Regions from separate parts of the Mus musculus genome. Here all the other regions are linked to region 5. Evidence: chromatin contacts called from public Hi-C, HiCAR-type, HiChIP or PLAC-seq and promoter capture Hi-C data. All regions are on one chromosome and are shown on one strand. Each heading gives the region's core, a stretch centred on a gene start, on an enhancer-like site or on the middle of the called end of the contact. The rest is flanking DNA. Distances are from core to core; before and after follow the strand shown.

What was found. Promoter capture Hi-C pulls out the DNA fragments that hold promoters and counts their contacts. Hi-C and Micro-C count contacts between places; a contact is called where the count stands out from the background. HiCAR-type assays count read pairs that join an accessible place to other places. HiChIP or PLAC-seq counts read pairs in DNA pulled down with a chosen protein or histone mark. Capture Hi-C pulls out chosen DNA fragments and counts their contacts.
Region 1: a Hi-C map of pro-B cells shows a contact between it and region 5, with 4 times the contacts expected there. The contact joins the enhancer-like site here to the promoter of Kbtbd2 in region 5. A contact is called at or near these places in 1 of 39 promoter capture datasets (the C10 cell line), 2 of 484 Hi-C or Micro-C datasets (pre-B cells and pro-B cells) and 3 of 115 datasets of contacts at active chromatin or transcription factors (astrocytes, large pre-B cells and pro-B cells).
Region 2: a contact with region 5 is called in a HiCAR-type map of astrocytes, with 4 times the contacts expected there. The contact joins the promoter of Fam13a here to the promoter of Kbtbd2 in region 5. A contact is called at or near these places in 4 of 39 promoter capture datasets (cranial neural crest, hippocampal neurons, liver and 1 more) and 4 of 115 datasets of contacts at active chromatin or transcription factors (astrocytes, cardiomyocytes, large pre-B cells and 1 more).
Region 3: a promoter capture Hi-C map of liver shows a contact between it and region 5, with 5 times the contacts expected there. The contact joins the promoter of Plekha8 here to the promoter of Kbtbd2 in region 5. A contact is called at or near these places in 2 of 39 promoter capture datasets (liver and stem cell-derived epiblast-like cells).
Region 4: a contact with region 5 is called in a promoter capture Hi-C map of liver, with 7 times the contacts expected there. The contact joins the promoter of Herc3 here to the promoter of Kbtbd2 in region 5. A contact is called at or near these places in 2 of 39 promoter capture datasets (embryonic stem cells and pre-B cells), 4 of 484 Hi-C or Micro-C datasets (CD4 T cells, cortical neurons, double positive thymocytes and 1 more), 6 of 115 datasets of contacts at active chromatin or transcription factors (astrocytes, embryonic midbrain, epiblast stem cells and 3 more) and 3 of 9 other capture datasets (adipose tissue, embryonic stem cells and liver).
Region 6: a contact with region 5 is called in an H3K4me3 HiChIP or PLAC-seq map of forebrain, with 10 times the contacts expected there. The contact joins the enhancer-like site here to the promoter of Kbtbd2 in region 5. A contact is called at or near these places in 1 of 39 promoter capture datasets (hippocampal neurons), 2 of 484 Hi-C or Micro-C datasets (CD4 T cells and cortical neurons) and 2 of 115 datasets of contacts at active chromatin or transcription factors (embryonic forebrain and forebrain).
Region 7: a contact with region 5 is called in a promoter capture Hi-C map of pre-B cells, with 11 times the contacts expected there. The contact joins the promoter of Tigd2 here to the promoter of Kbtbd2 in region 5. A contact is called at or near these places in 9 of 39 promoter capture datasets (the 3T3-L1 cell line, the C10 cell line, cranial neural crest and 3 more), 4 of 484 Hi-C or Micro-C datasets (B cells, CD4 T cells, pre-B cells and 1 more), 1 of 115 datasets of contacts at active chromatin or transcription factors (pro-B cells) and 1 of 9 other capture datasets (liver).

What each region holds. Positions count from the first base shown.
Region 1 is chr6:59,183,830-59,187,608 of GRCm38.p6, reverse strand. No RefSeq gene overlaps it. Among named protein-coding and RNA genes, the nearest start is that of Tigd2, 23 kb to the left of the region's middle. Within about 2 kb of position 2,133, at least 141 of the 459 cell types and tissues checked have an H3K27ac peak or open chromatin away from gene starts, as enhancers often do. A contact at or near this core is called in pro-B cells, where this site is marked.
Region 2 is chr6:59,022,322-59,026,349 of GRCm38.p6, reverse strand. It overlaps Fam13a (family with sequence similarity 13, member A), which reads left to right and starts at 1,848. Exons shown (of 18, transcript NM_153574.2): 1 at 1,848-2,038. The coding sequence starts at 2,010. Gm52905 (a long non-coding RNA gene) reads right to left here. Exons shown (of 2, transcript XR_003956447.1): 2 at 1,440-3,906.
Region 3 is chr6:54,593,013-54,596,756 of GRCm38.p6, reverse strand. Plekha8 (pleckstrin homology domain containing, family A (phosphoinositide binding specific) member 8) reads right to left here and starts at 1,646. Exons shown (of 14, transcript NM_001164361.1): 1 at 1,286-1,646. The coding sequence starts at 1,325. Fkbp14 (FK506 binding protein 14) reads left to right here and starts at 3,583. Exons shown (of 4, transcript NM_153573.2): 1 at 3,583-3,744. The coding sequence starts at 3,714.
Region 4 is chr6:58,829,989-58,834,069 of GRCm38.p6, reverse strand. Herc3 (hect domain and RLD 3) reads right to left here and starts at 2,605. Exons shown (of 26, transcript NM_001361966.1): 1 at 2,138-2,605; 2 at 1,534-1,668.
Region 5 is chr6:56,795,810-56,799,754 of GRCm38.p6, reverse strand. It overlaps Kbtbd2 (kelch repeat and BTB (POZ) domain containing 2), which reads left to right and starts at 1,942. Exons shown (of 4, transcript NM_001362210.1): 1 at 1,942-2,296. Gm10209 (oleosin-B6) reads right to left here. Exons shown (of 2, transcript XM_030255710.1): 2 at 1,329-2,508. The coding sequence ends at 1,711.
Region 6 is chr6:58,853,966-58,857,768 of GRCm38.p6, reverse strand. Herc3 (hect domain and RLD 3) reads right to left here. Exons shown (of 26, transcript NM_001361966.1): 4 at 2,737-2,896; 5 at 1,955-2,031; 6 at 955-1,176; 7 at 1-74. Among named protein-coding and RNA genes, the nearest start is that of Herc3, 24 kb to the right of the region's middle. Within about 2 kb of position 1,833, at least 23 of the 459 cell types and tissues checked have an H3K27ac peak or open chromatin away from gene starts, as enhancers often do. A contact at or near this core is called in forebrain, where this site is marked.
Region 7 is chr6:59,206,879-59,211,041 of GRCm38.p6, reverse strand. Tigd2 (tigger transposable element derived 2) reads right to left here and starts at 2,172. Exons shown (of 2, transcript NM_001081145.1): 1 at 1,861-2,172; 2 at 1-1,703. The coding sequence starts at 892.

The DNA of each region.
Region 1 (3,779 bases), core at 884-3,383, 2.4 Mb before region 5:
TAGCCCAAAAACTTAGGATACCAAAGATATAAGATACAATTTGCTAAACGCATGAAACTCAAGAAGAACGAAGACCAAAGTGTGGACACTGTGCCCCTTCTTAGAATTGGGAACAAAACATCCATGGAAGGAGTTGCAGATACAAAGTTTGGAGCTGTGACGAAAGGATGGACCATCTAGAGACTGTCATATCCAGGGATCCATCCCATAATCAGCTTCCAAACGCTGACACCATTGCATACACTAGCAAGATTTTGCTGAAAGGACCCAGATGTAGCTGTCTCTTGTGAGACTATGCCGGGGCCTAGCAAACACAGAAGTGGATGCTCACAGTCAGCTATTGAATGGATCACAGGGCCCCCAATGGAGGAGCTAGAGAAAGTACCCAAGGAACTAAAGGGAACTGCAACCCTATACGTGGAACAACATTATGAACTAAGCAGTACCCCGGAGCTCTTGTTCTAGCTGCATATGTATCAAAAGATGGCCTAGTCGGCCATCACTGGAAAGAGAGGCCCATTGGACTTGCAAACTTTATATGCCCCAGTACAGGGGAACCCCAGGGCCAAAAAGGGGGAGTGGGTGGGTAGGGGAGTGGGGGGTGGGTATGGGGAACTTTTGGGATAGCATTGAAAATGTAAACGAGGAAAATACCTAATAAAAAAATAAATTAAAAAAAGAAAGAAAGAAACTACCTGAAAGGTCTGTATTGCTCCAGGTAAAATAGAAAGGGGAGATTCCTATGCCTTACGGTTTTTCCCAATCTCATTTCTGTTCTCTTCATCTGTCAGCAAATATTTTATTTTAATTTAGACAGCAAGCCGACTAGTCAAGATACCATCAAAGTGACATGGTGGCTTCCATCTAGATTGAAGGCACTATGACGGTAACACAACCATCTGCCATCTACTTTCTGCCAATGGTGAGCTCAACTCCATGATGAAAATAAGTCTACTCTTCCACTAGGGCATGATTGTAGGGATCCGAAAATCTCAGATTAAATGTGGTCACTTACTTTAACTGTTTTAAATAAGTACTAGACCTCAACCCAAAGGAGAGTCCCTGGGTAGATTTCGGAGTGGCTAGAATCACAGTGGCTTCCTCCCAGATGGCTTCTAGAAAGAGATAGAGAGAGGGAATTTAACCACCATTCAACTTTTCTGTTAAAACCACACTGGGCCTGTCTCTCAGGGTTCCAGAGGACTGGGAGAAGGATGGGAGGAGCAGGTGTTTTAAAAGAAACCAAAGGTTGTCTGTCTCCAGGCTGAGAGCAGCTTCACATATCTCCGTAAAGAATGTGGTCTATGCTACTTCAGACAGTCTTCTCATTCAGTTTTCTAAGCGAGTTGGTCCCTTTCTTCCTGTGGCCCTTAATATGCATAGAGCAGAGACTTCCCTCTTAGAATCTTTTCTTGGGTCAGGTTTCATCATGAGTAGCATAAGTACTTTGACTTTAGGTTAGTAAGACAAATAGGTTTTGCTTGTTTTCTTTTGTTATTACTGGTTTTGTCTCTGTTCAAGTCTTTGGTGGTCCAGTGTTTTAACTTGCTTAAATAAAATCATACATCCCGTGTGGTCCCTTTTATTTTGTCTTAAACAGGTAGGCTGAAAATAGAGAAGAAAGGTAGAAATAATTATCATTCCAAAAATAAAAGTGCAAGATTCAATCTCAACTGGGGTAAAATTCATGAAGAATTACTTCGTCCAATTGTCAGTGATTAACTCCAGAACTGAGTGGTCACAACCCTGAGGCCTGGCTACCTGCATGTACAAACACGCGGAGGAGTAGGTAAGAGAGGTTTTCCTTTCTAGCATTTCAAAGAAAAGAGGAGAAACAAAAATACCAGTCTTGGGGTCCAGCCCCACCCACTGCCATTCCAGGATGCTGGAGAGACCCTGGCCATGCTCCCTGTTCCCTTCACAGTTTGGCTAGGAAAACACTGGCCCGGGATGAATCTCAGGATAATCTTCGAAATTGAAAGCATCATGGTGAGTCATGGAGGATTGCAGGAACAGATTCATTTTCTCAGCTGATTAAAAGAAGGAGAAAACAGGAAGTGCAAGGCTGTAAGCGCTCGGCCAAGTTTTAGTGAAAGCAGAAGATGTTGCTGTTTCCTGGACGGACGTGCCGTTTGTGCCTCAGAGAGCACGAAGCTGCCTTTGTGCTACTCTGTGAGTCATCACAGCAGTTGCAGATCACCAGATAGGAGGAACACAGTGTCCATTTCACGCTGGCTGTTTTTTTCCTCAGTGGAGTTGGTTCTTCTTTATTCTCCTGACACTTCAAGCTAAAGGTAGCTGCAGGTGACCTGTTACTTTTTGGAGATCTAATGGGGTTTGAGATGTCCTGCCATGTTTCCCTTTCCTGTTGTTCCACACTTGGTTGCTATAGAGACATATTTTGGATAATGACATGTGTCACTCCCTCTCTTACGTTCACTTAGAGCTTTAGGGTTCTTGTTATCTCTCGCCGATTTTAGCCACCAGCCTAACATAAACCGTTCACAGCACTGAGCAATGTGTGGGGGTTGTTGATTTTTATTCCAGTCATTGGAACAGTTAAGTGGAAGCTGCTGCTGCTCCTCAGGTGTTTCTGTTTGACCATGCGCTATCATGTCCTCAATGTGACTGGCAGATTTGTTTCCTCATGCTCTTTTAAGTAAAGTAAAGCATGAGACTGGCTGAAAGAACATATTTGAAAAACTGAGGCAGGGGATGCATCCTGCCTGTCACAGGCTATTTGGAGTCAGCCCCCAGGAAGCTCAGTAAGTCACACTTGAGTTGATTCTGTTTGGTTTGAAACATCTTGCATGTAGGCAGGACGTTTTCTATGAGTTAATTCACACTATATGTTTAAAACATTCTCTAAAGCATTTTCATTAAAATGACAAATTTTTGTGAATTTTTCCCCATTAAATGGACATTACTAACTTGAGAGTGTGGTGTATACTTGTGAGTTTAGAGTGATGGAATACAACATGTAGAATAGTTGAGAGCCAATTAATACACTGCATACTATCTTAGCTGATAATATTATACTGTTATCCCTCTAGCATTACCACTAAGCCACATGACCAGCTCATTTCTAGTTATTGATAACTATGTAACCCATGGGTTTTGGATGCCTGGGTTTAAATTAAGGCTTAAACTGGAATTATTGAGACAGTGTTCTCAAATCTCACATGAATATTTTTAAACCTGGAATGCTGTGGTGAGAAACTCTAAACTATATGGTAAATGTCAATAAACATTGAAAAACTTGGGAATGAAATATTCTGGGGAAAGAGTTATAAATCTTTATTGACTTTGTTCTAAATTAGAAACTCATTATGGATTTGAATGTAAACATATACTGTGAAGTTTCAGAGAAATTCTCTACTTTGTATAGTTTGTATAGAGACCCATGTCTCTCCATTATTATAATTCAGTCTCCTGCCATAAAAGTCCTTTGTTGAAGCCAGACATGGTGACTTAGATGCGCAATCCCATACTTGGGAGGTTGAGGTAGAAGATCATGAATTCCCGGTCAATTGGGGCTACAAAGTGGGTGGATACTGTGAGCTATATAACATGATGAGAGAGGGGTAGGATGAAAGAATGAGAAAGCACCTGAGAGGAGAGAGACAGACAGATAGACAAACAAATGGACAGACAGACAGATGGAGAGAATCTCCCTTACTGGATATAGATGAGAAGATATAGAGACACCTATACTCCTACACAGGGACTGGGCTGGACGAGGGCATGCACACTTATTTTTTACAAGGGTACACATTTGT
Region 2 (4,028 bases), core at 599-3,098, 2.2 Mb before region 5:
TATTAGTCCCACCAGAAACCCTTAATAGATTTCAAGGTATGACTAGAGGAAAAGAAAATGGCTTTTCTAGTCATAGGCTTTACACTAATCTATCCTAGTTAAAATGGGGGAAATGTATGTCCTCTCTAATCTAAGATCAAAGTTCATAGTTACAAGGTGAACACGTAAGGATTTTTGACTCTCTCTCTCTGTATGTGTGTGTGTTTGTGTGTGGGTGTCTCTGCCTTTTATTTGCAGAAGGTATTCCTTCATGCCAAGGTTATTTTAATAAACTATCAAAACTCTTACTAAAATGTAAATGTTTTCTATAAGCACAGGTAATTTTAATTTGCAATATGTCTTAGTTAGGGTTTCTATTACTGCAATGAAAACATCATGACCAGAAAGCAAATGTGTGTGTGTGTGTGTGTGTGTGTGTGTGTGTGTGCGCGCGCACGCTCATGCGCGCCCTCACACACTATTTGGCTCACACTTGCACATTAAATTCATGATTTAAAAAAGCCAGGACAGGAACTCCAAGAGGGCAGGAACCTAGAAGCAGGAGCTGATGCAGAACCTGTGGACCAATGCTGCTTACTGGCCTGCTCATCGTGACATGCTTACCTCGATTTGTTATAGAACACAGGACCACCAGCCCAGGGTGGCACCATCCACAATGGCCCTCCCCGTCCAGTTACTAATTAAGAAAAAGGTCTTAAAAGCTATTCTCAATTGAGATTCTTTCCTTCTATGTAACTCTAGCTTGTATCAGGTTAATGCGAAAGTAGGCTGTGTTAGAACTTATTAAATTTGCATAATATGAAATAAATTGTACAAGATGTGTTTCTTGCATTGTATGAAGCCTGTGAACTACAATTACTTCCCTAGAAATAGTGAGTGGCCCTGAAGAAATTACAGGGGCTGGAGAACTGGCTGCTCTTCTGGAGGACCCAGGTTTGGTTCCCAGCATGGCCACTTAGCCATCTGTAACTCTAGTTCCAGAGGATTCAATGCCCTCTTCTGGCCCCCTTAGGCAACAGTCACACATGCCATGCAGATGCAGGCAAACACACACACACACACACACACACACACACACACATATGTGAGATACAAAATAATAAAAGATCATTTACAAGCACTTAGAAAATCTTATTGGAAAAATTGGTTTTGTAAAATATAAGAATATATAATAAGAAACAAATCTCTTCCAAGTGCAGTTGACATTTTGGGTAGAATGTAAAAACAACAAACAGAAGGGCCACACCAGTAGATGTTTTGATCTCCTGAAGACCTGAATCCAGTTAGGGCACCTTGTCCTCTTCCCCTTGAGTGATGTCACCAGGAACTGCTCACAACCTAGTGTAAATAAGTATCTGGGGAAGAAACTGTGGGTAGGGCAAGGGTTCAGGTATTTCGTCAGGAAAAGCCTAGAACAATCTGGAAAAGCTTTCTCTGGCTACTGTTTGGGTAGTTTTTATTTGTTTATTTATTTTAGAAAAAAACAAGGTGCAGTCCAACTTGGGCCTCAAAGAAACGGGACCTTAAGGGACGCTGTCTGTCCTTGACACTGCATTTCCTTGCTGGCTTTTCTTGCACTTTGAGCCATGCAGGATTGGGCTCCTCTGCAGTTATTGGTTGCTCTTCACAGACTGACAGACTTGTCTGGAACCTCTCAGAGGAAAGTTTCAGGTTGCTGGGGCTTGCCAAGCCCACTAAGCAGCGAGCAGAGCAAAGTGGGGTGGGGACAGAAGGAGGAGCGGGAGAAGCGGGAGGAGGATCAGGAGGAGGAGCAGCCTTTCACACTCCACTGCTCCGCCTCTGATTGGCTCTGGGTTTCAGCTGCTTCGCTGGAACAAAAGGTCAAAGTGGACTGCAGTGTAAATGTGGAGGCAGCCGATAAATATCCTTGCCTGCAGCTGGAGGTGGAGAGGCAGTGTCAGCTGCAGCAGGTTGTGTGTTCCGCGGGTCCTGCACACAGGGCTTGACTGGAAGGCACTCGGGGATCCCGTGCAGATTCGCACACGAGGATGGCTTGTGAAATCATGCCGCTGCGAAGGTAGTGTTCTCTGCTTCTTATGCTGTTTGGTATTTTCTGGGCAGCGTACTTGGCCAGTGCTCTCGGCATCATTAGTAACAGGCTGCAAACCTTGCAGTCTGTTCTGCACAGTGCTCTTTCCTCAGACCAGATAGAAACATTTAAATAGCGCACTTCTCTTTCACTGACACTTTTGTGTAGTTGCTCATGATTATTGGGTTCAGCTATACCTTCTTTTAAGGGAAGTGTATTTAAGACAATACCTCTGCAAACCGAAGCAAAGCAAACTGAATGGGCTTCCTGGGTCTCCAGGCTGTTAGAGCTCATAGATGGATCTGATTCTCTGCTCTCTAGGCAAGGACTTTCTTCAAGTATATTGTAGTTATCGGAATAAAGGTTGAGAACAATGTTTTTCCTTGAATAATTCTAGGTAGATTGGTTACCCAAATGACGCTTGGAAAAAAATAACAAAACAAAAACAAAAACCAAAAAGGAAAAAAAAAATGCTGTGTAAGAGTGATAGAGCACAGGGTTCTGGCTTTGCTTTTGAGGACTGTGATGGGGGCAGGGGGTGGGGTGTCTCTCTGAGTCCTATAGAAATAAATAAAGGTAACTAACTGTACATAGCCCTGGCTGTTAGGAAGCACACTGCTGGTGAAGTAGACCCGAGTGCTGAGTGCTGTGTGTTAAAGCCACTACAGAAATCACTGAGTCCTGTCCCCACAGAAAGTCTGAGCCGCCCAAGGTCACAGTTCATAGTTTAAAAACTGACTTGTGCTAATCATATGGTTACATCTGAATTGCAATTACTTAGTGATAGTGACATTTGACTTCATATATATGTTTCATTTACAGTTTTCTATGGAAAATGGTATTGTCAAAAATCAGACAGTAATGGCAATTTATTGAAAATACTTAGATGAAATGAATTTACTGAAAAGAAACAATCCCATGTATATTTTGTTTGTGCTTTAGCAACAGAAATATGATTTTAAAAGTGTATCATTTTTGGTAAAGAGATTCCTTCAGGCTGGCTGTGGTGAGAGCCAGTGTGGTTGTTTTTCTTTTGCTGTCCTGACATGTCCACTGTAATAGGAACTTGATGTGGTGTTCAGAGTACCTTATCAGAGAATTGATACTTAATGTAGAAGAAAGTGCTGTGTAGAGTAATCTATAATTCTACATTGATTTGGTGGAAAAGTCCCCATGCTTGAAATTTCTAAGAGAACAAAACTAATGTACACTTTTTGGAGTTTTAATATCTAATTGTTAGGTTGGGAACTTTTGTCCTTCCAATGATGTCGGTCCTCAAGATCTCTAAGCAGGTCATGTTTTAGATAAAAAGTATTGGCCATTACTAAGCCCTGTTGTAGCTACACAAAAATAGAATGCCTGCTATGTAGAGCAAAAATGACCATGTGAGTTCCTGAAAACTATTTTACATTGTTGGTCGCTATAGTGAAACTAGAAATCTCAGTGTGCATTGCAGAATGCTGAGTCATGACTTTTGTCTCTCTGGTCACTCCTCACCAGCTCACTGTGCACTCAATGTCCCCTTACTTCCAAGCCCCATGGCAGGGATGATTGATCCCCTGGCAATCTTCACTTGCAGTTTATTTCTGCTTTTGATTATACACTTCTTGAAGACAACGGCCAGGTGTGTATGATGAGGCTTTCTGCACAGAGGTCCCTTGTGAGTCTAAGTGTTTATGCCGAATCGCTCATGATCTTGCAGGGTGTCTCTCTTCAGATCTCAGGCCAATGTCTTTGGCTGTTGTTCTCCATGTTTGTTATAGAAATGATCCCCATTGCTGAGGATCCCATCCTCAAGCTCCCAAAGGAGAGAGTTTATAGACTCGTGCAAGGTTTCAGTGCCAGAGTGCTTGAAACTGAATTGAAATAAATAGGTAAAATATTAGCTTTAAACAAGAAGTAAAGCAATTCATGGTGAATAGTGCATTGAAAATACTGGTGTGAATTCTAGTTAATGATTATAGCTTGTAGAAATCTA
Region 3 (3,744 bases), core at 397-2,896, 2.2 Mb after region 5:
AGAAAAATGTTGGTGCAATGAAGGATACAGAAGACTGTGGGGAGAGGGCATTTTACTACCAAAAGTTTCCACACAGAAAGGGGAGGGAAAGGAAGACGGAAATGATTAAGGTGGGGCAGGAGAAGAAAGTGATTTGTGTGTGTCCGGGCTAGGGTTCAGAGGAGGACAGTAAAGGGTGAAGTTGACTCAAGGGTTTACAATTAAGATACACACCTACTTCTCAGCATTTAGGACAGCATTGGGAGAATGGCACCGTCAAGCCTTCTCTTAAACAACATGCTAATCGGCTTCCAGTATTCAAGGACCTGCAGGCCAGCTTTGAGTTCTTCCTGTATAACCTAATCTCTCTGCTGACATCAGTGGAGATCCTTGAAGTGAAGGCCAGGTCTTAAGGAAAACCTTCTCATCAGACCCTCGGGTAGAGATTTTAAAAAAAATGAATTAACTGTGCTAACTACTATACTACTTGGAGATTCCAGGTACATGCTGACAGGTGTACTTCTGCCTGTACTGGGCTGTGACTTCCTCAAAGTTACTCTGCCAGATCTTCACAAGCCATACACACCTGTCCTTACTACAGAACTGCCCCACCAAAGGATGGGGAAACCCTAGCTCTAGTTGGTAAGATTTCTAGTTTCTGCATCCCCACTGACACGTTAAATGTTAACCCATTTTCCCTAACAAAAAAGTTTAACTTTAAAACGCACCCAGCACTGTTCATATAGCATAGTACTTATAAAATACTGGCTGCTTGGATGAAAATAATGTTCGTTGAGAATCATCTTCAAAGCTGAGGAATAGTTCTAACTTCTGGATAGTTGGAAAGTGCTTCCAAGAGCTAGAAAGGGGGCAGGGTGCTATTTTAAGCCATTGTGCTGGGCAAGACAAGGACACCGTTGTTAATATCTGCATTCATTTTTATGACAGAGTTCTGAAACAAAAGAAATGTTCGGAGAGAAAAGGCCGATCGCCAGCGTACACTTCAGGGCTTAGGGCTGCGGTGCTAGAGTTCCACTACCTCGGTCGGCAGGGGGATGACCCTGAAGGTGCCTAGGGAGATCGACTGCGTGGAGACTCTGGAATCCAGGGGTTGGTGGCACTCGGCACCCTGCAGCTGGGCTGCGCGGCCCAAGCGAGGCCGCCCCCCACCCAATTCGCGAGATTGAGGTGGACCCCGCAGCGGACCCAGGCTGCCGGCTTCACCCGGTACCCAACTCTCCATCCGGGCCGCGAGCCGGCGGAGGGTGCCGCCTGGCGCACCGCACCCACGGAAGCCGGCACTCACCGCTCAGGTAGTTGGTCCACTTGTACAGCACGCCCTCCATGGCACCCGCGGGCCCCTCGTCGCCCCGGCCCGCCGCGGGGACGCCGGGCCGGCCTCACATCCTGGGCCCGGGGGCGGGGTCACCGCGACAGCCTGGGAGCACCAGCTCCGGGTCCCGGGGGCTGCGCCTGCGCCTGGCGCAGTCGGTGTGGACGCCGCAGAGCGGCCGCCAGAGAGAGGCGAGGGAGGCGCGGGAGGCGCGGCCCCTGTGGCGGCGGTCGCGGGCGCCTTCCTGCGGCCACTGAGCCCACAGCGCCCGCCCCGGCGCGCTCGCGCATGCTCACTGCGCTGTGCGCACGCTACCAAATCCACGCCAGGGTTTGGCCACTGCGCGGAGGGGCTGACCGGTGGGCGGGGCTCCGATGCGCACGCGGGTGGCAGGTCACCCATGGGGGTCTAGGCTCCAGGGATCCAGCTTTTAATGACAAGTTTGTCAGTGGAGGAGGATGCGGGCTGAGACCCGGAATCCTCGGATGAGGCTAGTCTGTAGTTTCCGGATGCACTTCTGTGTAAGGCGCTGTTCAAACTGCCGGCCTCTTGACTGGAAGCTTGGTCTCTGGACCGCAGACATTGACTTCACCTGGGCTTCTGTTAAAAAAAAAAAAAAAATCTCTCGGGGGTTCCAGACCTTTTGGATTAAAAATCGGCACTTTTACAAGCTCTCCAAGGGGAATTTCTAAGTACATGAAAGTATGAAAATGCACTGTTGTCAGGATTTTTATCCAAGAAAAGTGTCTATCACAGGTTAGATGGAAGGTGAATGTTGAGAAGAAGCACAACACAACCAAATGTTAGTGTTATAGAAATATGCTCTCAAGGGCTAAAGTGCAGGCATTTTTTCCCTTAGTGTAAGGTTGACAGGTTTAATAAATAATATATCACTTAGTTGGTTATTTGCCTGACTGCACACCTCAATGCCCTGTTTTTGTTGTTGTTTTGTTTGTGTTTTGTTGTTGTTTTAATCTCTTTTGGTGATTTCTAGTTTCTTCTCAGATTGCAGCAATGGACTACATCTGAAATGAGGGCAGCCGTTTAGAACTTTAAGCTGTATAATTGTTAAAACAAGTGCTCTCTCTCTCTCTCTCTCTCTCTCTCTCTCTCTCTCCGTCCTTAAGTATTATCTACTCACCACCAAGGTCACATAAGTGACGAATTATTAGCAGTCACTCATTGACAGCGATGTTTGTAGAATGAAATCAAGCCAAGTCTTAAGGTGGAGTGCCAATTCTTTTCGGCCAAGTGAACTTAAGCAGGGCACTAACTTCTAACCTAATTTTTTTTTTAAACTAGCTTCTCTCCGGGCTAGTTTTTTGCAACTTGATGCAGGCTAGAGTAATTTGGAACGAGGATCTCCGAACCATAAGATTTACCTGTAGGCAAGTCTCTACTGCTTTTTCTTAAATACTGATTGATGTGGAAGGGTCCAGTTCACTGAGAGTGGTGCCACCCTTGGTCAGGTGATCCTAGGTGCTATTAAAAAAAAAAAAAAAAAGCAGGCTGAGCAAGCCAGTAAGCAGCACTCCTCTATGGCCTCTCTACATCAGCTCTTGCTTCCTGATTACTGTTTTGAGTTCCTACCCTGCCTTCCCTGGATAATGGACTATGATATAGAAGTGTAATAGGTAAAAATCCTTTCCTCCCCAACTTGCTATTAGTCATGATGCTTTAACCCAAGAATGGAAACCCTAAGACACTGTCTAAATGGGGGGGGGGGGGGGAGTGGGTGGGTGGGAATAGCCACGTTAAGTTAGTGAGGATCTTGCACCAGAGTGTGCTTTGCGAACCTTAAAGCATCCTAGTAGGTCCTTAGAGTTTCTGTTCTAAATTAGTAACCATAGTTCTGAGCCTTTATTTGTGGCATCTTGAAGAAGGCTGCTTCTCAGTGTCTGGTCTTTCCAAAAACCCGAGTGTCACCTGGCTCCAGACTCCGCAGCTGGAATACTTCACTGAAACAACCCTTCCCCCATCTCCCACCCCCGAGGATGTTAGCCTGGATCCAGCTGCCTTCCCGAGGTGGGAGAATTTCCTAATCAGCGGGCTCTAGGACTGTTCCGAAGGGGCACATCCGAGCCCAGGGCCCAACAGCACACAGAACCACTACATTTTTTTCGGCGCCATTGGCTGGGAGGCGCCTGAGGGACAGCAGCGCCAGCCAGTGGAAGGACGCCTTTCCCTAGAAGCTGCCTTATTAGAACCAATCATGTTTGGATGGGGCTTTAACTCTTTATTGTGAGTTCGCTGTCTGTGTGAAAATTGTTAGAAAAAGTGCCACGTCTTCCTGGGAGTGTGTCTGTTGGGGGAGTCCTGAACTTGCTTGGCCTAAGCTGTCTCCGCTTTTGGCACATTTTTAACTCTATGAAGTCGGGGGCCTTTCCTCTGCTTTGGTAACATGAGGTTTTTCTTGTGGAACGCTATCTTGG
Region 4 (4,081 bases), core at 1,356-3,855, 2.0 Mb before region 5:
TCAAAGGGGCCATCTTACTGAAACAGGTTTGCAAATCCATCAGAAATGGCAGCTGAGTGCTTCAGGACCAAGTAACTATGGTTAAGTGGCTACAGAGAAAGACGGCACTTAAGAGGGTGAAGTCAGGAGCATCAGTTCAAGGTGGTCACCAGTTACACACGGAGTTCAAGGCCGGCCTCGGCTACATAAATATAATATATCCAGTTCTTAGAATGAAGGAGGAAGGGGAAAGAATAGGAGGAAGGAGAAGCTGTTGAAGCAGAGCCCAGAAATTAGGTCCCCTGCTTTTTGGACTCACCTTTTTCTCTGCACTGCCTCAAAGCAAAGGGAAAGCATGAAGATATGTTGCTGTCCCTCACCATGCAGCTATATCCCTCTGGGCTTTTAACTTTGTTTAATCCTCTTATCAGATCTGAGCATTAGATATTATCACCATTTACAAGACCCGGGGGTGGAGGGTAAGGGTGGGGGGAACTAAGACTCAGAGGCCTTACGTTAACTCACCCCTCACCATACACTAAGGCATTTGGACTGTCCCACCTCTGCTTCGGGATCTACATGTTAAAAGAAATGACTTCCGAACAGGACTCTGCTAAGTGCTTAAAAATACATAAGCCTAGAATGATTGTGCACACCTGTAATCCCAGGGCTAATAAGGCTGGAGCAGGAGGATTACTGAGAGTTCAACATACGCTTGGGCTATCCTAACTTAGAGGCCAGTCTATACCATATAGCATGACTCCACCCCAAAAAGAAAAAGGGGAAGAAAGGCCTGAGTAAACTTCTGAAAGGAAGAATGTGTTTAGCCATTCAAGATGGAACGTTCTTCAGTGTATATCAGGATAAGGGTTTGGTTAAGATAACCTCAGTCCAACCTTGATCAAGTTAGTCACCTTTACTGTGACTAAAGTCATAGAGAGAACCTTATAAAATTCTTGCCACTTAATAGGGGTAGTAAATTTTCACTACCTTCAAATCTCTTATATAGATAGATTGAACAGAAATTATTGAAAAAAAAAATAATTCAATTTTGCTGTTCACTTCTCTAGGTATCTTTCACAGCTAGCTAGCTAGCTACCTGACCGCAACTGCTACTTTCGTTTCTCCCTGTTACCATATCCTCTAAGTGCAACACAAGAAGTCACAGACAGGCACCTCCAGTCACCCAAATAAAGCAAAGGGGAGCATTAAGATGTGATAAGATCACCCACGGAGCAGCTATGTTAGTATGAGCCATTATATAGTCTGTGGTCCTGAATGAGTTTCAGACATCATTTCTACCTTCGTAAGAGAATCCCTTTCAATTAGGAAACTATCACTTTTATTTCTGAAACTGGTGCAAGGTTGTTTGTCTCCAGCTGGGGCGCTCCTTTCATTACTTACACAGACGGTTTTAAGTGGTTATACAGATCTTAAGAGATTCAAGTTTGTCCCGCAACATGAAATGCAATACCCAATGACTTCTACAACACAGTTTAGAACATTTTTGGACTCCTGGTTCTTTTTTTAACACAATGAAACCCCACTACTTACTGAACAAGTCCAACTGGCTAACAGTGAACCATGCTTCTATTTTTCACGACAAAGGAGTTTTGCATCTAATTTGATTCCTGCAGTTTAACTTCTCAGATGGGGTCAAAACTGGAGTAAGCCACCGATTTTGTTTTTCTGATTTATATCCGTGGAAAGGAATAAAAAAAAGAAGAAGAGACACTGTCATTTGCCTCTGAAAGTACCACATCGCTCTGGCTGCATTTTAAAATGCTAATCCTTTTTACTTCTCTTTCCTGTCTTTCCAATCTAAAGCTAAAAATCAGTTCACTTTATCAAATTATCAAATGAAAGGTTCTAGAAATAGCTTCCTATTTGTGGAAAGAGACAGAAGGCACATAAAAAATGGAAGATATCACTTGAATCGTCCTCCCCCAAAGCACCCCGGATGAGACAAATCCCAGTAAAACCTTCGACGCCTTAGGTAAAATTTAAGGCACTTCCTAGTGGGGCAGGTGTGAACTCTAAAAGAAAACAGCCAGGAACAGCAAAGTTCAAGCATTCCTCCCCTGGGGCCCCGAGCTGCACACGCTCCCGGCAGCAGCACGAGCGAGTCTCCCCAGGTCCAGCCCTTCAGTCCACACACCTGCTCCAGGGTCCAGCCGTCGGCTCGGCCGCAGCGGCGTCTGCACCAGACACCAGGTCCCCGAGCCCCGCCCGCCAGCTGGGTGGGAGGAGCCCGCGGCCAGCCGCAACGCGAATTCCCCTGCCGCGGCGCCGCGATGCTCTTCACGCAGGGAGGTCACCCGCCGCCCGCGGCTAAGCGGCTAAGCAGAGCCGGGAGGCGCCTCGGCGACAGGGAGCTGCGGACAGCCCAGCCCCCTCCTCCGCGGGTGCGGCGGGCTCGGTGCCCTGAGATCCCCGCCCCGCCCGCACCTGCACCCGGGTCCGCAGCGCCGACCCCGCGGTCGCAGCCCTCAGGCAGCTCGGGCCTCCCCGGCCTTCAGCGTCACAGTAATAATGAAGTTTCCCCCGCACTCCCGCGGGCGCAGAATGAGCTGGGAGACCGACTTCCCGCCTGGCCAATGGTGGCGGCGGCAGCGGGGCGGGGCGCGGCGGGTGCGGAGAAGGCGGGGCGACGTCGGGGCGGGAGGGGCCGGGGAGGTGACCGGGAGGGGGCGGGGAGGTAGCGGGACTCCCGGCGGGGAAAGAAACCTGGAGGGGGCGGGACCTAGGGCGAGGGAGGTGACAGGGAGGCGGTGGGATCGGCGGCTGGGAGGTGACTGGAGGTTGAGGGACCCACAACCAGGTGTGGTAGACAGATGGCAAGACCCTGGACCCAAAATGGGAGAATGCAGGAGTAACCTTTGCTGGAATAAAATTGCTTTTCGCCAGCGAGGATGCAAAGGAGCGATGCCCAATGGTGTGGGGGTTTTGGTCGATTGGGTTTGTTGCTTGCTTGCTTGGTTGCTTGGTTGGTTCCTTTTGGTTCTGAATTCAGGTTCTTATTATTCATGCAGAGGTGAGAGGGGGAACTGGGACTGGCATGGTGAGCTGTAAGGTGGCTGCCAGAGCAGAGGGTAGTTCCAAATCCCTGTCACTCAGGGGCCAAGAACTGCGGGCCCGCAGTGGTGCAGAGTCAGGCTTGACTAGAGAGGAGAGCACACTGAAGAAAACAGAAAGTGTGAGAATCACCAATTCTAAAACCATAAAGCCCCACCTTTGGTCTAAAACTCCCGTGGGGGACGGGGGTCTGGGGGTGGGGAAGAGTGGATAGAAGTTTCAGCTCCACTTTCCCAGGCCTGTAAGAGGATATTCAAGCTTTCTTCTTCTCCCAAGGCCAAAAATGCTCTCAGCTACGGCTCCTCTCATCTTCAAATAATCTTCAAGAAAACTATATGGTAACAGTAAACTGATGTATCTGCCTGCCTTGAATTTGAAACGCTGAACATGGGGGCTTTAACCCAAAAGAATGTACAAAATTCTCCAAAAACTAGTTTAAGGTGAAGGCATGAGCCCATATCAGCATATACAATCCTGAGAATATGTACAAACAAGCACCTCTTAAAGGGACTCCTCAGTACATCCTGACTTATCCATATGTAACAATAACAAAAGAGACCATTCATTTGAAGGGGAGCACATGAGAGATGCTTAAGGAGTGGTAGTGCTATATTTTTATTTTAATTAAATTTTAAAAGGAAAATGACTCTAAGTAGAAGAAATTTCATAATCTGACATATCCAGAATAATTCAGATCTCATCAGGTCTTCAGGCTTTGAAAACCTAACATATTAACCAATAGAAAAGAAATCTCAAGGACTGATAGATTCTGAGGATAGGGCAGGAGACTGGTATATCCTGAGAAATACAACAGTGCCCTGATATGTCCTCAGGGTAAGGCAGTGCCCTGATGTATCCCAAGGAATAAGACAGTGCCCTGATGTATCTTGAGGCTTATGGCAGTGCCTCAATGTATCATAAGGATATGGCACTGTCCTGGTGTATCCTGAGGAATAAGGCAGTGCCCTGATGAATATTCTGAGGATATGGCAGTGCCCTGATGAATATCCTGAGGATGTGGCAGTGC
Region 5 (3,945 bases), core at 693-3,192:
TGGTTTCCCTGGTGCTTATTTGAAATATAAGGACTTTTGTGGCCCCCAACAATGTGGATGCTGTGAATTGAACCCAGGTCCTCTGGAATTTAGTGGTCTTAACTTTAGAATCATGTCTCTAGCCCCACATTTTGGAGATTTTTTTTATTACAGATTCATAAAAAGTATAAAAAATATGAGCCCATGATGGCTCAGCAGGCAAAGAAGCCTGCTCTCCAAGCCTGGCAACCTTGAGTGCCATCTCTGGAAGCCACACAAGGGTGGAAGGAAATCTGCAAAGTGGTCCTCTGACTGCCACACAAGTGTGGTGGCATGAACACTGACCTCTCAAGAATCACATAGACACACACACTCACATACACGCACACACACATACTCACACACACACACACACACACACACACACACACACACACACATAGCATAAAAAGTAACAAAAGTAGAATGTTCTTTGAAAACCCCTCTAGTGACTTCCCATCTTAGATAACTATAGTATATTATCAAAACTATGAAGCTGGTATTAGCAAAAGCAATTAAATAGACTAAAAACCTTATTTGGACTACATCATCTTTTATATAAACGCTACTTTCTTTTTTCTTTTTTTTTCTTTTGTTTTGGTTTTTTTTTTTTTTTTTTTGGCAGGGACTCACTTACTGGCTGGCTTATAACAAGTAACTTGCTATTTAGACCAGGCTGTCCTTGAATTTATAGAAATCTGCCTACCTAACTCTGGCATACTGAGATTACAGGCCTATGCCACTATGCCCAGATTAAACTTTGTAAACTTTATCGTTATTGGGTCGTGACCTAGGAATTCCATATTCACGCAGTCAAGATGAAGAGCAGTCCCATTAACTACAAAGAAGTTCCTTGTGCTATGTGCTAGGTGTTCACAACGACGTCGGTCAACTAGATTTTCTTTGTATTATTTCAGGGAAGCAAAATTAGAGTGGATAGATACATTGTATACCAGCACGGTTAACTATATTTTCTTTGTATTATTACAAGACAGCAAAATGGAGTGGATAGATACATTGTATTTGAGAGCAGACAAGATTTTCTTTGTATCCTTACAGGGAAGCAAGATAGATGCATTGCATTGTAATGCTCTGTAATGCATTCTGAGGGCCTGTTAACCCCCTCTACCAAACCAGCACTTTTAAATAGTCTGGTGTCGTTCATGTGCTCCTGTTAAAATTTGAACTCACTATTTAGCGAAGGACAGCCGGGAATTCCTGATATCCTTTCTCTAGCCTCCTGCCATCTGGGATTAGAGGTGTCTGTCTCTTTGCCTAATGCTTTATATGTGGCCATTCTTATTTTCAAAACTGGACTTGTTCTAACAGTTGAAGTTAGGAAGTAGGCAATTCTGAACGTTTTTTGTTTCGTTTTCGTTACATGTATCTTTAGGCAAATCTATAACATTTTTGCTTGCCAACAAGTCTCGCAGACCACAGGCACTTGCTACTTCAAGGCTTTGCTTTGAAATCTGGGGCATGGAGGGTGTCTGCTGCATTGCAGTAAAAACTGGCTGGAGGCATCATTTGTGGAGACCGTCCTCTGCACCCATTCGCTTCCAAACTGCGGGTTATCTCGATGGTGCCAATACTTCCAAGGCCTTAGCAAGCGGAACTTCTGAAAGCGATGGAGGCTGGAACTAAGGAAAGCAGCCCATATAGCAAACGGTCCAATGTCCTCCTCCCCTAACTTCAGCTTCCCGGGGTGCAGTGCTGGCCCCCACTCTGGCCCAGCCTGCAAATGTCTGTATCTCGGGTGGACACCTCAAACACGAACAACTGCGGCTGCACAGAAGTCCAAGTGCCGCTGAATAGAACTTTGGGAACTGATTTTTCTAGGCCATCCCTGAGGATGGGTGGCCGGCGCGACCCCGCTCTGCTACGCGCACGCGCCTTAGCAGCCCGGGAAGCCCGGACCCAGACGCCAGCGTCACCTCGCGCCGCCTCCGCCCTTCCTGCTTTCCGTTTCCTTCCCGCGCCTGCGCGGCTCCGATTGTTTTGGCTTTCCGGTGGGGCAGAGGAAAAGGGCGCGGTGAGCCAGATGAAGGCGGGGTCCAGCCGCGGGCACCCGGGAGCCCGCAGAGCCGCTGCTGGAGCGGGCGCGGGCACTGGCGCGGGCGGCAGGCCGTGACGGCCCAGCCCAGGAGGCGCGAGGAAGCGGAAGCGGGGGCGGAAGCGAGCGGCCCGGATCCCCGCAGCGCCACGCCCCCGCCGTGCGTGCGGCCGCGTGAGTGCAGCCCGGCGGAGCGGCGCGGTGAGCTGGGCGACCGGGGACGAGGTGAGCCCGGCCGGGCGCGAGGCTGGCGGGCGGCCTTTGTGGCCCGGGGCGGCGGCGGCGGCTTTCAAACTGGGGCGCTTCCGCCGAGCGCGCGGTGTTTCCGGCGCGGCCTTGCGCGAGCTGCGGGGCTCGGGGCGGCGTCCTTTCTGAGGGAGAGCTGTTTTGCCCGGCTCGTGTCGCGGCCGCCGGAGAAGGGCGACCGCGTCCTTGCCCTTTTTTTTTTTTTTTTAAAAAAAAAAAAAGTATTATTATAATTCTTTTTCTTGGCACATCGGCAGTAACCAAGAGTTAGCCAGGTTAGCCGGGGTCCTGTTGTCCTCGGCCTGCTTGTGCTCTGCTGTGGGAAGGGGAAGCTGCACTTTGAAACCTGTTTGCTTTAGACGGAAATCATGGGTTGGAACTGGACGCTAAGTCGGCCGACTGGGCGCTGCTGTCGTGTGCTCTCCCCCACTTCCCGCCCCGCCAAGCGCCTGGCCTAGTAGCTCTTAAGATTCCTTTTTTTTATAGCTACCTAAAGGAAAAGGGATGCGTATTCTCCGGGCTGTAGATCTCTAGAATTTCTTTGGTGGCCTCTCTTTAAGTTAAGCAAGGAATTAAGATAGTAAACTTGAAAGACTTTGCTTTGTGAACAGCTATATCAGCTTTGTGAAAACGAGGGGGGAAAAAAAAGACAGTGCTGGTCACGTGTTGTTTATACATGAATCTGTAAGTCTGGCTCACTGAGCAGACACTGAGGAACGGCCCTATCAGCGGTGTGCTCTGACTGAAATTATATTTTCTTCCTGTGAGTTAATACAGTTTATTTTAGTTTCTTCATTTCTTTGGAGTTGTGAATTCTTCCCCAGATTTGAGTAATATAGACCAGATCTTTTGCAGGTGAGAATGACTTCGTCTAGTCAGACTGTGGATGAAGCTTTTATTTGTAATCTAAGATCCATTTGAAAAGCCAAGTCAGTTGTTTTTCCCAGCCTCTGTGATGTGAAACGTTGCTGTTCGTTTCGTCTGTCTGATAAGGTTATGCCTTTCTGCTTTGCTCTTTTGTTGGTTTAACGCTTTTCTAGGTTCCTTTAGATCAGGGCCAGAAATCTTAAGAGAGGGTATATAATTCTTGGCAACTACGGCTTTTCCGTTGAGCATTCTTTGTATGTAATCCGTGTGTTTCCACACTTATTTCCTCTCTTCAGATAAGTACTGTAATTATTCTCTATTTTATTTCCATAAGTACAGTGCTGTAAAATATGCTAACTTTACAAATACTGTAAGGAGGTGACAGAAATAATAGGAGTCGTAGTAGTTATTAGTGAGGCCACAGTAGAGTTTTCTTTATTAGATAGCAGAAATAGTTAGCATTTCTTAAGTTTCTATGCCTTGAGTGATTTAGATGTTTAAGTTCCTAGAAACCTGATTTGTCTCTTGAGGTAGACTGTGTTAATAGTGTAACGCAGGCTTGCCTTAAAGTCCTGCTTCAGCCTGGGGTTTGCAAACTACTACTAGCATGCCGTGCCCTATTGACTGCAGTCTTGAAAGCCAAAAGATACCTGGTTTTCCATAGATTTGCATGCTATTTAGAAAATAGTTGACAACCACCCACCCACCCCTTCCCTGCAGCATTCCTAAGACAGTTGGGGCTGAGAAAATGGTGGGTTTTG
Region 6 (3,803 bases), core at 584-3,083, 2.1 Mb before region 5:
GTGCTCCTCTCCACAACTAATATAGACGACTTTCTGTGTGCGTAAAAGCTTCACGTGGCATGGAGACTCCCGGTCTAAGATAAATTAAGCATCAGCATGTCACTCCCCTTGGCCTTTTGCATGAGACATAAACAACAAGCAGCAAGAATTTCACATCCCCCAGTCTCCTGACTCAACATCCACTTCACATCTCTGTCTCCAACTCTACTCGAAAAGTCTGACAAAATCTAAGTTTAATTTTTAAAACTTTAACTCCTAAATTCTCTAACTCTGTCCACTCCAGCTCACGCCATCGCTCCTTGCCCCACTCATGCAACCTGATCCTTCCGCCCTTCCCTTTGTTTCCAACTGCACAGCCAATCAACAGAATCATCATCATTAAGGTCTACAAAAACCTGACTATTATTTCTACCTTCCAACAGATCCCTGCCCATTGATCCACCGGTGACTTAAACTAGGCCATGCCTCTCTTCAAAACCATTAATTTCTTTTCCCCTCATTGAGAAAGGAAGTGAAAATCCTCACTGTACCCTAGGGGTCCTTGGTAGCAGTGCCCACACTGCCTCCCTTCCTTCTACCTCTGCTTCCCCACCACTCTTCCAGTTAGTTCTTGTTCCCTTTGACTGGGTCATTCCTCACCAAGTTATCTACATGTCCCACTTCCTAGCTGGTTTCCCACAGGACTCAATTTGAATGTGCTCTTATCAGAGAGCTCCTTCCTGACAAACTTGTGATAAACACAAAGCTTACTCCAAAGCCATGTGCCACACTATTTATTGTTTGTTATTCCCATCCACTGGCCAGAAATAATCTCAGTCAAGTCACGGATGTCCTGTCTCTTTCACTGCTGCTCCCTCAATACCTAGCACTAGGCTATCAAACAGTAAGTCTACAAGAAGCATTTGTTAAATGAGTATGGTTTGGAACTGGAGTATATACAAAGACTTTACATACCTTTTTCATCACTGAGCCCTAGCTGCCCTGCATTATTCATTCCCCAGCCAAAAACAGCTCCCGAGAGAGACAGGGCAAAGCTATGAGCCCCTCCTGCAGCCACCTGAGCCAGCGGGATCCCTTCCAAAGATCTCACCCTCTGTGGGCTGGTTTGGGAGGGGAACTCCTTCCCCAGTCCCAGCTGTCCATGGCTGTTCTTCCCCCATGTGAAGAACTGGCCATCTGAAATAACAACAGGGCAAGTGATGTTCCAAACAAAATGATAGAGATTATAGATATAGATTCCATATGGAGATAGGTACTTCATCTGTTACACCATTCATCAGTTACCTTACAGACACCAAACTCACCCAAAAGAAAGGAGACACTGTGTTTTCAGATTTCGAAAGCCTAAATTAGCATTTGACCAGAGAGAAGTAAACTCAAGCCTCAGTGGCCTTCAAAGACTACCAACGCTTATCTAAAGTGTTAAGGGTTAAGTAAATCTAAAAGATTAAGTAAATTCACTTATAAACAAGCGGGTGACCAGGTACGAACTAAGCAAGGTAACCTTATTTCTGAGCACACTAAACCAGGAGACTTGGATCTGTTTCAGGAGCTGCAGCTGCAATCGCAGACTGCTCTGGGATGGAGGCCTGAGCAGTCTCAGTAGCAAGAACAGTATGCCTGTGCACTGACTTACGCTTCCCTAACTCTTGATTTTACATTTATTTGGAACCCTCATAGCAGAATGGAGCTTGAGAAGAGATTGTAGCTTTTAAAATTAAAGTCCTGCAAATATTTTATATTCTCCAAAACACCTGGGCACAGTCCTGGCCTTTGTTTCTGTTTTCCGTAAGAGCCGAAACAGCAACGCACATCTCCAAGAAAGGATGCGATACACAGAGGTTGAGGGATAAACGTCACTGTTGTTAAAGCTTTCAAGTTAGATAACACAGGACTGCAGGGGAGTAATGCTTTTAAAATTAACATAGCATTAGCATATATTTATATAAATTACCAGCTGCCAGAGCCAAGCAGTGCCAGTTGCCACAGGAAACTTGTAATATGGTCTGCTGGTTCAGTTTCTGGATTAGCCTAAGACAGAAAGGGGTTCTCTTAAATTTGCATTCACACAGAAACACAATTATCAGAAACATTCTCGACTATACAGATTGATAAAAAGTATTATCTTGTCTAAAAGAGCTCTTTAAAAAAATCAAGCATGTAATCCTGTCTGTTAAAAATTCTACTAGAGTTTTCATTAGGCTGACTCTTAAGAGCTTACTGTTTAAAATAAACAACAATTCTCCCACCCTTGGACCCATTTCTAAAATCCTACCACCTGCCACCTCAACTTCAGAAAGTAATTATTGTAGCATACAAAAATCTTTGGGATCTCCAAATGATGGACAGTTTACATGAATGTTAAGGAGCAGACTGTGGCTGACAGTGCCCAGGAACCTACATAGGCCAAATGAGACCCTGCCTCAAAAAAAAAAAAAAAGTAATTTAAAACTTCTTAATCATCAGATCAAGGTAAATAAGTATAAGATATAAAAGGGGCACCTTTTTTAGTCAACACATTTACCAGTTGCTGGAAACTCAGCCAGTAACTAGTCCACCAGAACAAATTCAGTTCTGGACCAACTCATATGTTTATTAACTTGAGACAGACATTTCTAAAAATAATCATTTTCTGGGTAACACAACGTGTTGTTACTAGGCATATCTATAGCATAAAGGAAATGACAACATGAAGAAACCTATCCAAATCAAGAAGCCTTTGGGTAACATTCTCACCTGGGCACAGCCACGGAATCCTCAGTAGTCATGAGGCCCAGTTGGCCATCACTTCCTGCACCCCAAGAAAACAGCTGACCCCGGTCACTGAGAGCCAGACTGTGTGACTCGCCACATGCCACGTGTATGATATGCTGATCAGCTAATGCTCCAATTTGTTCTGAAAGAGATCAAAATAAAGGAAGAAAATATACAGCCTGGAAACAAAAAAAGTTGCCCCCCTTGTGTTAGCCACTTTCTTTGCATGCCAAATACCTAGCCAGGAAGGGAGGAACATTTATTTCACCACACAACTAAAAGGGCACATACATTGTGGTGAAAGGAGTGTTCCGCACATCTGACACTTGGGAAGAGAGTCTGGAATGTTAGCATTCTACTGGCTTTTTCCCTTACCCATATTCATTGGGTCTTTAAGACCCCAGCCTAAAGGATGGTGTCACCCACAATTAGGGCAGGTCTTCCATCCTCAGTTCAACCTCAAAACACCCCCCAAAATACTCCAAGATATCTCCTAGGTGATCCTAGACCCAGTCGTGACAATGAAGGTGAACCACAGCAACCATCACCCAAGGAAATTTTATTTTGTAAGGAGAACCATGAAACCTGTAGGTTTGCAGAGATATTAAACTTTGGGGACTCATCAGTACATATGTGACATTTTCGTTCCTATATAAGATTTTGGTCATACATATTCTCATTACGTGCATTTAGCATTCCTCCCTCTTCGCTGATGTCTTCCTTCGATTTTCATGTCTTTTTTTTTTTTTTTTTTTTGAAACTGAGATTCCATATATGAGAGAGAAAACCCAAGCTCAAGCTACTCATCTAAGTTGTTTGGCATATGTCACTTAACATGAGACTCGACAGGTGCATTTTCTTCTACATAGCTCCATACATACATATATGTACGGAACAAAAGAAGCAACACTGAAAGCTCTTATAGCATCTGACATCAAATTATGCTGTTGAATCAGTAACAAAGAAAACAGACATGTATAGGCATGTAGAATACAAGACCCAGAAATAAACCACACAGGTACAATCATTTGAGTTTTCAATAAAGATGC
Region 7 (4,163 bases), core at 923-3,422, 2.4 Mb before region 5:
GATGTGCTGCAGGAAAATCCAAAAGTAGTACTGCTTTTTCTCGAAGCCCTTTGGATTTCAGATGCTTCTGCACCTGTGGCACAAAGCACTTTTCAAACCACTGTTTGAGAACAGATGGCTCGATCCATGCACTTTTTTGACTGAAGTAAGTGACAGGGAGGTTTGAAAGGTCAGTACCTTTGAATGCACGGGGTCTTTTTGCTTTCCCCACAACACAGAGATTAAGCTTGTGTGAACCTGTGGCATTTGCACAACACATAATAATGATTCTTTCTCTGCTTGTCCTATATTCACAAGTACTCTGGTCCGTGTCAAAAGCCAATGTCCTCGTTGGTAGACATTTCCAGAACAATCCAGTTTGGTCAGCACCATAAATCTGTTCTGGTAGGAGATTTTCTCTTTCCACAAATTCCTGAAAGTTACCACAAAATTCACTGGCAGCAGTTTCATCCCCTTTTAATTTTGTGCCTTTCCCTGCAGCCTTTGGAATACCGTGGCGCTGCTTAAACCTAGTAAGCCAGCCAGAAGAGGCATTAAAATCACCCTCCATGCCCAATGCATCGAAGAAGAACCTAGCCTGCTTTGCACAGATCGTTCCAGACACTGGAATGCCATCTGTTTTCTGTTGATTAAACCATTCTATCATCACTCTGTCAAGCTCCTCATACGTTGACGACTTCATGGATTTACGCTTGGACACCCCACTAGTTGGGTCTGAACTGTTGGCATAGTTTATAATTCTCTCTTTGTTTTTTTTAATGTCACGAACTGTGGATTCACCAATTCCATACAGGACAGAAAGTTTTTTGAAGGAGTTGCCTTCTTCAAGCTTCTTAATAATGTCAAGTTTGTCTTTAATTGTCAGGACCACACGTTTACGTTTCCCCAACATTTTAGTCTAATTATTTTAGACAATTAACAACTTAGATTTGAACACAAAGAGACCAGAAAATGGAGGCTTAAGAGTCCTCAGCTGTTCCCTAAGACTTGGATGTTATAACAATTTTCAACGAAAGTCCGAGTTTTTCCCTTTGCATTTTAGAACTTAACCTGTTCCTATGACAACGAATAGCTCCAGATAACCCTTGTTTCTCTTCTTCCTCCTTGCTCTTTTCATTAAATTGCAGCCTTACTGAAAGCTCTAAGTTGAATCAATATTGTCCTACCGAGGTTTCTAAAACATTCTCATGATGATCAATTTTTGCCATTACCATGGGTCTTTTTTTCTTTTTCTTTTTTTCTTATGCTACGTTCAAGAAAACAGTTTTACTCGGGCTTGCACACTTAACAGACAGAAACACGGAGCAGGAAGCCTCACAGCCTGACTGTTGATGTCTGTGTCAGACAGCCAAGTGAGTGAACGCTCTCTTCAAGGCAAGGACTCTTGATGAGTACCTATGAAAGTCACAGCGAGCAGAGGTGAGCTGTCTCACCTCTTAGAATGTAAGTGGACAGGCAAACAACTCAGTACTTTAAACCAAAAAGAACTTATTGCTAATGGCAACTGAAAGGGAAACAGCGGACAAGTGATGTCACATGATTCAAGAAAGGATAAAAAACTTCATTGGTGGAAATCAGGACCCAAGGCTGCAACTAGGGGGTGGTAGGCTGGGTGAAGACCATACAGTAATCCTGGTGCAAGAAGATCTCCATGACCACAGAAGTAGCTGCTGGGGTGGTAGAGGTACTCGAGCCTTTGAAACCTATAGGAAAATACCAAACACGTTTTCCTTTCAGTATCAGTCCACCGTATAACTCATACCTACCCCTGCAACTGTGTCTAGGACATTGCCACCTATCAACCTGACAGGTAATAGACAAATAACGCTCGCAGGCACCACCCGGGAGCTGAGAGCCTACCTCCTGACACTACCAGGGCCTCTCCGAGACCGCCGGCCAGCAAGCTCCGAGCCGGACGCTGGGTGAAAGTCGGAGGCAGAGGGTCACGGCCGCAGCCCTACAGCGAGCGACTGGTCACCAGGCGCGCGGGACGCCGGGAAGCAGGGTGCGGGCATCGCTCCGCCTGACCGGCCAGAACGCAGAGCCAGCAGAGGAAGTCCCCAGCGAAGTCGACCCCGCCAGCCACCGCAGAGCGAGCGCGCAACGGAGCTGCGCGGCCGAGCCGGAAGGCAGGGGATTAGGTGCGCGCGCGCGCCCCCGCAGGAACGTGTTGTCGGCGAGGGGCGGGATGCGCGGGCGAGCCCGCTGACGGGGGCGCGGCTTCTGGGGGAGGGGCGGGGCTTGGCCAATGCTCCGCCTCCGGACACCCAGCGTGTGGCTCACGGCTGAGACCAGCAGAGGGCGACGCAGGGTGATTCTAGGTGGCCGGACTTTGCAGATGAGAAGGGAATAATAGCAAGGTTTTCTTTCTGGTAAGACTCAGGGAATATTTTAAGGCCCTAATGAGTTTACAGCTGTAACCTTCCAGGAATCTTCCCTCAAGGACTCTCTTCTGTTATCTTCTAACTAACAGGTTGTTCTGTTAGTATCATTTGGGTAATTTTCCTATATTTGTGTCCAAGGAAGTGAGAGTTGTGCTGTTTTGAGGATCATGTTGTTTTTTTCTTTTTTCTTTCTTCAGTAGCTTAAGATATATTTTAATCATGTTTACAATGTTACAATTTAGTATTGATGTTTTATGAAGTTAAATTATTAAATGAATAGTCTTAAATCCACTGTGGTGTTTTGTTTTGTTTTGTTTTGTTTTTTGAAAAATTATATAATTACCAAAAGCCAAAAATCAAATATTTGGAATACCTACTGTGAAATTTAAGAGATTAAAGGTTGTACTTGATACTTGTTATTTTTCTTAAATCTAGTTATCAAATGTAAAAATAAAAAGGCCCAGGGAGTGCACAGAGCCTCTTTGCCCTCTTCTGCGGCTGCGGCAACACAGAGCCGGATACCAGAGGCCAGCCAGCATGACGGTCGGCACTGATGACCTTAATGCTGGTGCAGGAATATAAGGACCACTTCCTGCTGTCAAAGGGGAATTTCAAGACTTCCACCTGTATCCAGTCCCAGCGTAGAGCCCCTCTCTTGCATAATAGTTTTTTAGGTGGTGTTGTTTTTAAATCCTTCTTCCACAAACTACAACCTAATGTGGATTATTCTGTTTCAGAAGAGGTTGTTTATTTGTTTGTTTCTCTAGAATTCTAGCACCAGGAGAGAGGGAAATCAAACCAAGCATTCATTCACTCTGCAGAGAAAGAATGTTGATTACTGGCCCTCTTTTGTCTCCCAAGCCTTCTCTGTGCTGCTATTCTCAGAGTCCCACCCTTCCACTCTCTGGCCTGCTGGATGGAAATCCTTTGATCTTTGATCTATCTCTGCTGTCCTATGGATGACTTTGGACAAGCCCTAGTTTTGCCTGAAAGTAGACTTCCCATAACTCTCACCCGCTTCAAGCTTACAAGGAAGCAATCTGAGTGGTTCCAAATGACCATTCCTAGTAAAGAACAATTTCATTCATATTGCTTTTAAAAACTTCCCTTCTCCCTTCTCGTTCTTAAGGAGTGCGCAAAAACACTCGCACCTGTTCATTCCTTAACAGAGGAGAACTAGCTTTCAGACTGCCAACCTCATAGAAATCAGGCTGTTCTTAGCCAAACGGAAGTTTGCCTGGCTTTCCTCTCTTCCAGCCTCCTGGGGTCACTGTGGCCTATGGTATTAAAGAAGAAAAAATGAAAAAAAAATCCTGCCTTGCTTGCCCATCCCACTTTTGGAAGCTAATTTCCTTCTCCATAGTGTGTTTGATGAGTATTTGTAGAATCTACCCCCAGTCAATTGTTTACCCCTTCTGTAACCTCATGAAGAACAAAAGCCAGATGCCGATATCATAAAGGCTGTCAAGCCTCTAGAACCCTACAAGACCTGTGACCACATGAACTACCCACGCCCTCCATGAGGGAATATTAATAGAGCCCTATTTTGTGGGTGCCTTATGAGCCTGGTGAGCATCTCCTTCTCTCTATGAACGAATAACATAGTCTGAACCTCAGCTGCTTTCTTCAAGATGACAGTGGTAGTGCCAAACTGGAATGTTACAACTGCAGCACACACACATGTGCACACACATGAACTGTCATGGGCATGCTATGTCAAAAGCTTAGACATGTATTGTCTTTCCACAGGGTAAGAATTTATTAAATAATAATGATTAC